Linked DNA regions of Drosophila melanogaster: region 2 is linked to region 1. A link is a contact called in public HiChIP or PLAC-seq data. All regions are on one chromosome and are shown on one strand. The core of a region is the stretch at or near the end of the contact, and the rest is flanking DNA. Distances in the headings are between cores, read along the strand shown. Region 1 holds the start of CG11629. Region 2 holds the start of CG31601.

What was found. HiChIP or PLAC-seq counts read pairs in DNA pulled down with a chosen protein or histone mark.
Region 2: a Psq HiChIP or PLAC-seq map of the Kc167 cell line shows a contact between it and region 1, with 4 times the contacts expected there. The contact joins the promoter of CG31601 here to the promoter of CG11629 in region 1. A contact is called at or near these places in 44 of 107 Hi-C or Micro-C datasets (the D17-c3 cell line, the Kc167 cell line, the ML-DmBG3-c2 cell line and 19 more) and 2 of 6 datasets of contacts at active chromatin or transcription factors (both in the Kc167 cell line).

The regions. Positions count from the first base shown.
Region 1 is chr2L:21,896,513-21,901,284 of dm6, reverse strand. It overlaps CG11629, which reads left to right and starts at 2,996. Exons shown (of 1, transcript NM_136281.2): 1 at 2,996-4,619. The coding sequence starts at 3,024. The coding sequence ends at 4,415.
Region 2 is chr2L:22,040,891-22,045,342 of dm6, reverse strand. CG31601 reads left to right here and starts at 1,466. Exons shown (of 8, transcript NM_165403.3): 1 at 1,466-1,587; 2 at 1,643-1,806; 3 at 1,877-1,996; 4 at 2,060-2,096; 5 at 2,150-2,241; 6 at 2,301-2,941; 7 at 2,996-3,236; 8 at 3,655-4,452. The coding sequence starts at 1,656.

The DNA of each region.
Region 1 (4,772 bases), core at 1,747-4,246:
TTATAAATTTGATATAATATTATCCAAGTGCATTTATGGTCTGAAGGGAACTTAACATAATTATTTGTAGCATACAGTCTAGTATATGCTCTAAGGACATAATAGATGTAACCATTAATTACTCAATTCCTTACCATTCATAATTGATTGATGTAAATGATACAGTTCAATATTCCTGTTTCCAAGCTCGATCATTTACAATATATGAATAATAGATGGATTGTGATTTTTTCTCATTACTATTAGTGGTTCTCTTAGTTGTCTTGGCTGAAATTTTTAAATTTTAAAATAAAAAGGCAAGTCATTTTTTAAAGCTGTGCTCGTCGGCACTACAATCGGCATGCGCATCTCAAATTTTTCAACTTTTATAGTTTCCGAAATGGAATCGTTCCTACGGTCATATAGACGGCGGGCAGACGGACATGCCCAGATCGACTCTAGTAATCCTGAGTAAATCCCATGAGTGAATAGGATGCAAAACAACATTCGACAGTTTTATTTTTTTTTTTTTTTGAAGAAACCGATAAGATTTACATAAATACTAAATTCGTACATGGGTAAGTGATGCGACATTTTTTTACTTCTTACTTTTACCTCTTATATTATATTTTATATGATCAATAATCGAGTCGATCTAGCTATGTCCGTCTGTCCGTATGAGATGCAGCATACAAATTCTAGAGACAAAGACGCAGCGCAAGTTTTTTTACCCACGTTGCAACGCCCACTCAAACGCCCACAAATCCCACTGAACTGCCGTGCCCACACTTTTGAAGGACGTGTTGATATTTTTCACATTTCTATTTGTCTTGTAAATTTCTATCGATTTGCAAAAAAAAAAAACTTTTACCCACACTTTTGAACCAATTCTAAATTTTTTTCTCATTTTATTCCCAATTATCATTTATCAATATCTCAGAAAAATTAATCAATTTTGCGTTTGCATTCACACTAGGTAAATAACGGGTATCTGATAGTCGGGGAACTCGACTATAGTATTCTCTCTTGTTTTCTGCTTAATTAGGTAAATATACATACACATATTTTTCATATTTTCAAAATAACTGTTTCCTTATTTAACGTGGTGGTTTTCTCCAAGCTTTATTGGTGTATATTACAATGTGATAATATAGCATACATATAGCTTACAAGATTCTACTATCCTTGAATTGTAGGATGTTCTCAAAAACAAGGATAACATTTGAAATTTGAAAAAGACAAATAATAAAATGAAGCAGTTTCCACAGTGTGGGCGTGAACAGTATTTTTCCTCTGAACAAACTACTTTTTCACAGTCTCGCACTCGTGCCTCCAAAATATCCGAAATTTTAGGTCGAACATCTTGCAACGTTCTTGTGCTTATGGAAGTCTTATCTACTATCTACTGATCATCAAATGCGACCAATATTGTCGTTAACCAGCTAATACTCTCCAACTCCAATTGTGATACTATAATTATCTGTAAACGTAAATACGATTTCAGATTCCTTACCAACGGAATTTGCTGTGAACTTTCGTCGAACGTTGTTTTGAAATCCCAACCGACACAAGCTACTGGGGTTTTGTTTATTGTGCGTTGTTAGTATGTGTGTGAGTGGGGTGCTGCGGAAGTCGTGCGTCGACGCCTCTGCCGTTTACGCCGTCGAAGAAGAAGAAGTGCCGGTAATTCAGCACTTGCAGCGCTGTTTGCTGGTGTGTGTGCGTGTGTGGTTTGGGTTTGTTTGCGTTTTTGTTTCTCCCAATTGAACGCTCTCTCGTGCAGCGCTGTTTCCAATCAGAGGGGAAGAGAGAGAAAGAGAGAGAGAGAGAGAACAAAAGAGCGAAATTCCTATTAGTTTACTCTTTATTTCCCCTTTTGCAGAGACAGCTGCGGTTTCATTTCAGCCGTTCCTATTGCCCCGTTTTTCCCCTTATACAGCGTTTGCTCACCCCCGTCACTTTTCAGATCTGCTTTGCTTTCCCCTCTGTCAAGCAGCGGCGCACAACGCGGTCTCGCTCTCGCACCCAATAGAATTGGGCTAGATTAAGTTTTGTTTCTTTTCCCCCTTTTAGTTGTTTGGTTTTTTGAGTTTTCCTTGTTCTTGCCTTCGCGGAGGGTTAATTGTTGTTGGTGCCAAAGTGAAGCACAATGGTTGACGGGGAGGTGTATTGTCATTTACCGTCCAGCTTTTTTTTTGCAATCCTCAAGCTGACGGTTATTTCACAGTTCTCCCTTCTGCCTACCTTCACCTAGCTACACCAACATGTGTATACACGTATAATAGTTCGTCCCCAGGTGAGAATGCATCAATACACATCATATGTACATATGTATGTGTAACAAAATACAACATATGTACATATGTATTTTGATGCCTTATACAAATTATAAGGGATCTCGCATACGTATGTACATACATACCGAGAGTAAGTTTTCTCTATTTTTGACAGCTAATTTCAATTTGAGTAGCCCAGTTATGAGAACGATGAAGATCGTAACTGTGTAACTATGCAACATAAACCTGAATCGCAGACAGTTATCTGAATTAATCTGAACAGGCGGAAAGAAAGAAAGATATAAAACGGTCTGTTCATTAACAACATTTAACATTTAAAAGTAAACAATTTTAACGCAAAGCCCAATTGAAAAATAAGTAATATATAACTATTATAGTTCGTGACAGAAGAGTCGAATCGATTATGACTGGCATTTTTGTTTTGTAAATGTCTTTCAAATGTATCCACGTTGTCACAACCGTCGAGATTTCGTACTGGTTTTGCTGAAGACGACTATCCCGCGTTAGCCAGACTGCGTAGCGGATTTGTGGTATCTGCCAGGTGGATCAATTCCTGCCGACCACTTCTAGCACAGGAACATTACAAAAAGTTAAGCAGAGCTGGGATTAATCCGATTGAGTGGCTTGGACATATTGGACAAATACATATGTGCATTTTCTCACTTGAGACGCCCTTTACAAATTTCATATGACAGTTCTATTTTAGTTGGGGAAAATATATTTTGAACTAAAACAGTTATTGCGAGAATGCTCAGCCTGAGGAATGGAATCTTCGCGGGCAATCTTCTCGGCAGCGGCTTTTGCCTTCAGCGATTTGCGCCCTGTGCCTGTCGCTCTTCGCGAAAGCCTCCGGCGGGAAACTCCCCGAAGAACCCATACAAGCAGCTGAACAATGACTCGGTGGAGGAGAAACGCCTGTCGGTCCTGATGGAGCTGGGGTGTCGATGTCCGCAGAAGTCGCACAAGGAGCGTTGGTTCCTCACCAACCAGCGCATTATTTTGGCCCTGGCCACGACCCTGAATCGTCCGCCGGATTTGGTGTCAGACTTTTTGCACACACTGACCCTCCAGAACTTTTCAGAGATCCTTCATCCCGCCGAGACGGAGACCTTAAGCCCCTCTTGTAGAGTTCCCTTTGTGAACTGCGGTGCCTGTGAGAACTTTATGAGAATTTTCGATACTCATGGGAATGTAAGGAGCCGCCTTAGCCAGGACTCACTGCAGCTACTAATGAGCGCCGTGCAAACTGTTTTGAAGCAATCTCCACCCACTGAGCTCCGTGCATTTGATGCAGGCGTTAGCGGCCTACGAGGGACACTTAAAAGGGATTCCATAGCGCGTAGAGCTGGTATCGATCACGACTCAATCGCTCGTCAAAACGGCAGGAGGCGATTAAGAAACTCGGAAGCCAGGGCCTCAGAAAACAGAAGTCATCTCAACACCGGCCTGGAGCAACGCACAGCAGGAGATCCTGGATATGTTTTTGGATCCAGCCTTGAGTCCGCGGGCTTAGATGTCATGCACACGCCCGAAAAATGGGTTTTCACGGATTCTTTAGCTTTAGAGCGGACCAGGCGGCTCGCCAAATTGCTCATTCGCGTTAATGATAAGACTTATCTGACGCGCGATACTGAGAAACTAATAACTGCCATCAAAGACCTCAAATTGGACAGCAATGTCACAAATCCAAAAAAACAGCCGCCACGGCATAGCATCAAGGCCAATGTAAATTCCGATTCGTACTATGAAAGAGTCAAGGCTTCTGCTTCGAAAGCCGTGCTCAAGAGCCACTCGGCACGCGGCTCGAAGAAAAGGAAGAAGGCCAGCGATGTTGAGCCTGTTCCTAAGCGGACCACGAACCGAGTGTATTATGGCGATCCGCTCCCGGTGCTCCTGCACGAACCATTTAATCGTGAAAAGCCGTGGACGTGGTTGCGCCGACATCCCCAGCAGATGCGCATGGATGAAAAGGGTCAGGTGACACAGGGAAATATCCGTCGCTACCGGCGCCAAACCGTAGAGCAGATGATGCAGAAAGCTAAGGAGCGATCATCGGTGATCACTGTGATCTCAACAGGTGACGAAAACGATTCCGTGAATGCGCAGCCCATGTTTGGTCAGGAAACTTCCGGGAACTAAAACAAGGGCTCTCCCGACCGTGAATTTTTAAAATTCCTTGGTAACGAAAATACTCGAAATTCGCATGGCAAATATTCTGTATGCATGTCAGTGATCCATGAACATTTATAATTCAATAAGGATACTCCACATAACGTGCATAAATAAAAATGAAATACATTTTCCTATTGCAACTTGGAAATGTATTTAAATATGCTTAGATATACTTATAGCATTTCAATGTGTTTTTGAAGTGCAAGCTTCTGAAAGCCAAATAATCAAATGTACAAATTACTTGATGGTTAGATCGTAGTCCCTCTTCAGTTGCCGTCCCAAAATTTGATGTTAAAGCTTGCTTTTTCGATAGTTTACCGCCCT
Region 2 (4,452 bases), core at 217-2,716, 150 kb before region 1:
GCAAAACGATAGCAAAAATTTTGCAAAAACCAGAGCACCTAAAAACGAAATTGAAAGATTTTGCCCAAATCAAAATCTTTATCCAATATAATTTTAACCCTAAAAGTATACTTGGATTTTGATTAAGCTTTCTAAGTCGCTATCCTCTTTTCATGCCCAGCTTTAAATTAACCGATATTACATATGGGTTCGTATTAAGCTTTTCTTAACATTCTCCACTTAGCTCAGCTATAAATTATCTGACTTATCCCTTACATTCAATGGCGTTTTTGAAAGCTCACGGGTACGGACTTTCAAAATTTCTCGAGCGTTTAAGAATTTTTCTTGTCCCCATTCTTTTACCTCGTAATTGTGAAATAATTAATCACCTCTACCGGTTAAATTTTCATATTAGAGAACAACATAGTGGAAGCTGCGTGCAAACCATTTTCGGTTCATTTTGGGTGCTGATAAAAAGATAATTATTGTTTTTTGGGTGACAAAATTCATGTGGTCCTAAAATTTGGCATATCTTCTCGTTTAGGCACCCAGCTTATCCCAGTCTATCACAGATCAAAAGGGTATTCCGGACGAATTGATTGGTAGCTGTCGACAAATTAACGAACCCTAACATTCGTTGGTGGCCGAGAGGTGGTCACGTGTTCCAAAGTTGACCGCCTGAACTATGCCATCCCCCCATTTGAGCCGCAATTGATATCAACACGGGAACAACAAAAATTAGCATGAAGCCACCTGAATTTTTACTATCGTCGAAAGTTTGCCGAGATCAGGGCGTTTTCTTATTAAAAGTCGTCACATACATTTTTGTATATATTTGTATATATATATATATAAGTTCTGATCTGAGATTTCAAAGAAGTTATATTTGTAAAGTAAAATCAAAGAAAGTAAAGTACTAATGTAAAGTTAAAACAAAAGTAAAACACTTTAATAGTGAGGCAAAACTACAACTAAAAAAACTTTCTTTAAAAAAAATTGAAATATAATACGTTTTAATTAATGAAATTTTTAGCATATGAAGTAGGTAAATTTAAAGAGACACACTCAGAAAACCAAAAAAAAAATTTTTTTTAACCCTTATATACATATACAACCATATACAACCTATTAACATTATAATTATCTTTTTCACTTTATACCTTCTTATTTACCATTGTTATTATTAGCACTTGCGACCATCATTCCATATTAACCGTGATGACACTATTACAATTTGAATATTATTAGTTCAATAGTAAAGTACTTAAGCGAATTGATATATTTATTTGTCGAAATTTTAAGTCAGTGTAGAATAATGAAACAGTGAAGAAGACACAATTTAAACGTATGGCAATGGAATCAACATATCATTCGCTAAAGTATAAATATTACACAACACTAAATGGGCTTTTCATACCTGACAGATATATTTTCTTCGGTAACACCGATAGTTTCCTCGCTAACAATCATATTTGCATGGCAACTCTACAGTGCTGTCAAGCTTCATAAAGTTGCTCGGTTCTGCGCGTCAAAATTGGGCACATAGGATAATTTTTAATAGTTTATTGCTAAATTGCTTGGCCGAGCTAATGAGTACAGCTCTTGAAGGTGAGAAGATTTTTGGGAAAGAAGATTAAACCATTCTTATACATGGTTGTTTAAGTGCGGCAAATAAGATGTCACATTCTGATGGAAATGAAGAGAAAGTGACCTCGCTGACAAAAAGAAATCCGGGGAATTTATATTTTAACCTGGAAAATACACAACTTGAAGGAGATGATGAAAAAGCTTTTAGATATACAAAGCGCAACGGACATCACAGCATGGGTGACATAGTTGTATTCGGAATGCCTTCGTAATGATTTGTAATTTTTTAAATATTTGGTGCAAACCTTAGCCGCAGCTGCCTCGTCCGTGAGTCTTGGGATAACTGAGCCAACAGAGGCTTCGCAAGACATTACAAATTACTGGATGGAATATTGTGCAGCCAATGAAAATGCGAGGTCCCTTTGTTCGGGTGCGGATATATTAAAAAAAAAATCAATGAATAGCCTTCTTAAATATTACATATTAATTTCAGGTGATGTAACCAGCAGCAGTTTATCAAAAAACTTAAGGTCTGTTCATTCCGCCTTTCGAAAAGTCCCCTTAAAAACTTGATGTATTTTAGTGTTCGAAAAGCAGTCCCGCAATCATCTTCCCCACAATCCAATTTTGTTTACAAACCATTCGATTATACTCTTCATGGCTTAACGGATTTCGGTAAGAGATGTAATAAGTAACCTTTTTAACTCTGATTTTAAACTTGAATTCCCTAAAAGAATCCACTATGTCTTCTGCGCGAATGTCCAGTTCACAATCATCAGAATTATTTAGGAAAGAAAATTATAGATTCGAAAATAGTGCTACAGGCCTAGACGACGATTCCAATGACATATTATCCTCCACAATGAAAGACCCCCAGGATATTCTATCATTTTTCTCAGATGAGTGCGAAATTGACAATCTGGATAGCCTAAAAAAAAATAAGAATCCCCAAAACAGACCTGCGAAATTTACTATAACTGCTTATAAGGACATTGGTAAAGATAATTTGTCGGACTTTGAGGTGACCAACTTAATAGACGGAAGTCATAAAAATATATATATTGGTGCAACACAATACAAATTGAAAGCGCAGCAAAACCAAGTTCAACCTGTGGACAAGGGCTTTTGTGTAAAAGTATCCAAGGAGGGGAGCGATCAACAGCAAAAAAACAATATATTGGAACCTGGTGAATTATCCGAAGATGACACCTCCGAATCGCAGAAGGTTCGGTGTGATTACAAGACATCAGATATGGAAGATGGTGAAGTGTCCTGCGAAGATTTTGATGCCCCTCCTAATTTGATTAAAAAAAAGTCACTTTGCCAGTTTGATAATACTTCTTTTGAAAAGAAAAATGTATCGGTGGATAAGAAAGTAAGTAAGTTGGAGTCTTGTGAGCTATTTGAAGACACTTTTTCCACACCGCAGCATGATCCGGTGGAATCTGTTGATTTGGAAGATGGCGAACTTTTCGGTGAAGATAATGAGGTCTCAAGTAATACTATTAAAAAAGAGGATAACAGAATGCCCATTTGTCGCTATCACATACGTAACTGCTGCATTTGGGGCCAGAATTGTCGGTTTCGCCATCCAAATTTGAACAGGCTGGGCAAATATGTCATGTTTGAAAAAAAATGTCTGCCAGTGCCTACAGTGACTTTTCCGCCAGGTATGTTACACTTTGAAAGTGGTCATCAAAACTTGTGCAATTTTTTCTTAGTTTTTAGTTATGTTTTAGTTTTAGTTAAGGAATTTGAGAAAGTGTGAAAATGTAATACAGGTACATCTTTTAAGCTCTTGTGATTAACGACTTCACTTGATTTCCAATACTTTATATAATTAACATAAAACATATCATAAAAGTCATCATAAAAATGCCGTGTTAACAAAGGGATATTTTGTAAGCCCTTTCAGTGGATATTATAAATTGGCAACTTGCAACGCACAAAGGGAGTTGTATCCAACCCGACAAGGAAAAGCGAATTTTCATCTGTTTTTATTTTTTTTTTTTATGAAAACCTAACACAAATAGTAATATAAGTTACAAAGAAACTTATTTTTATCAATTTATTTTCCTTTTTAAATAGTGTGGTCAACATGCGTCTTACCAGCTAAGGATACCTACCCAATGGAAGTGATCGAGAAAATGTCGAGAATGCCTAAAAGCCTAGAAATATCGTTCGGCATGAACAACATGGACAACGATCCCTACTACACACAGAATGAGCCGGAGGTGAACAAGCGTGCTCCACTTCTTCCAACGCCGACCATCAGTGAACTATTAGCAGAGCAGAAACAATATCACAACTCATTGGCAGGGAATCGGCCTGTTCGCACCTCTAGATATTCTCGGAATTTGCGATCTACTCAGGCAAATGGAACGTCCTTCTTGACGTGCTTAGAGAAACGAGATCGTTCTCCAAGACTGCCGAGGTACTCTGCCAGAAAAAATCAACAGCCTCAAATTTCATTAGGCAATATACGAAGACCTTCTGGAATAATTGTACGGCCCAAACCAAAACGACAACGACTTAGCGACAGCACTTTCAGTTCTACCGACTCGTCTGAGTCTTCTAGCTATGAATCCACCACAGAAAGCACCGATGATATTTCATCTTTCTCCGAATCTGATGGACGGGGTCAAAAAAATAGCTCATCTTTATTGGGAATATTGATAAAAAACATGAAACGAAACGAAGAAAAGTTCTCATCTGATGCAGATGCAAGATTTACCACAAAACGACCAAACTATTCAAAATTTAGGAATCAAAAACAAACTCTTTCAAAGCTGTCGACGAAAACTCCAGTAAGAAATCCTCCAAATGTGTTACCCAATGCACCGAAGAAACCTCACAGCGTCTTGGAGAGTTCTAACAGTATCAAAA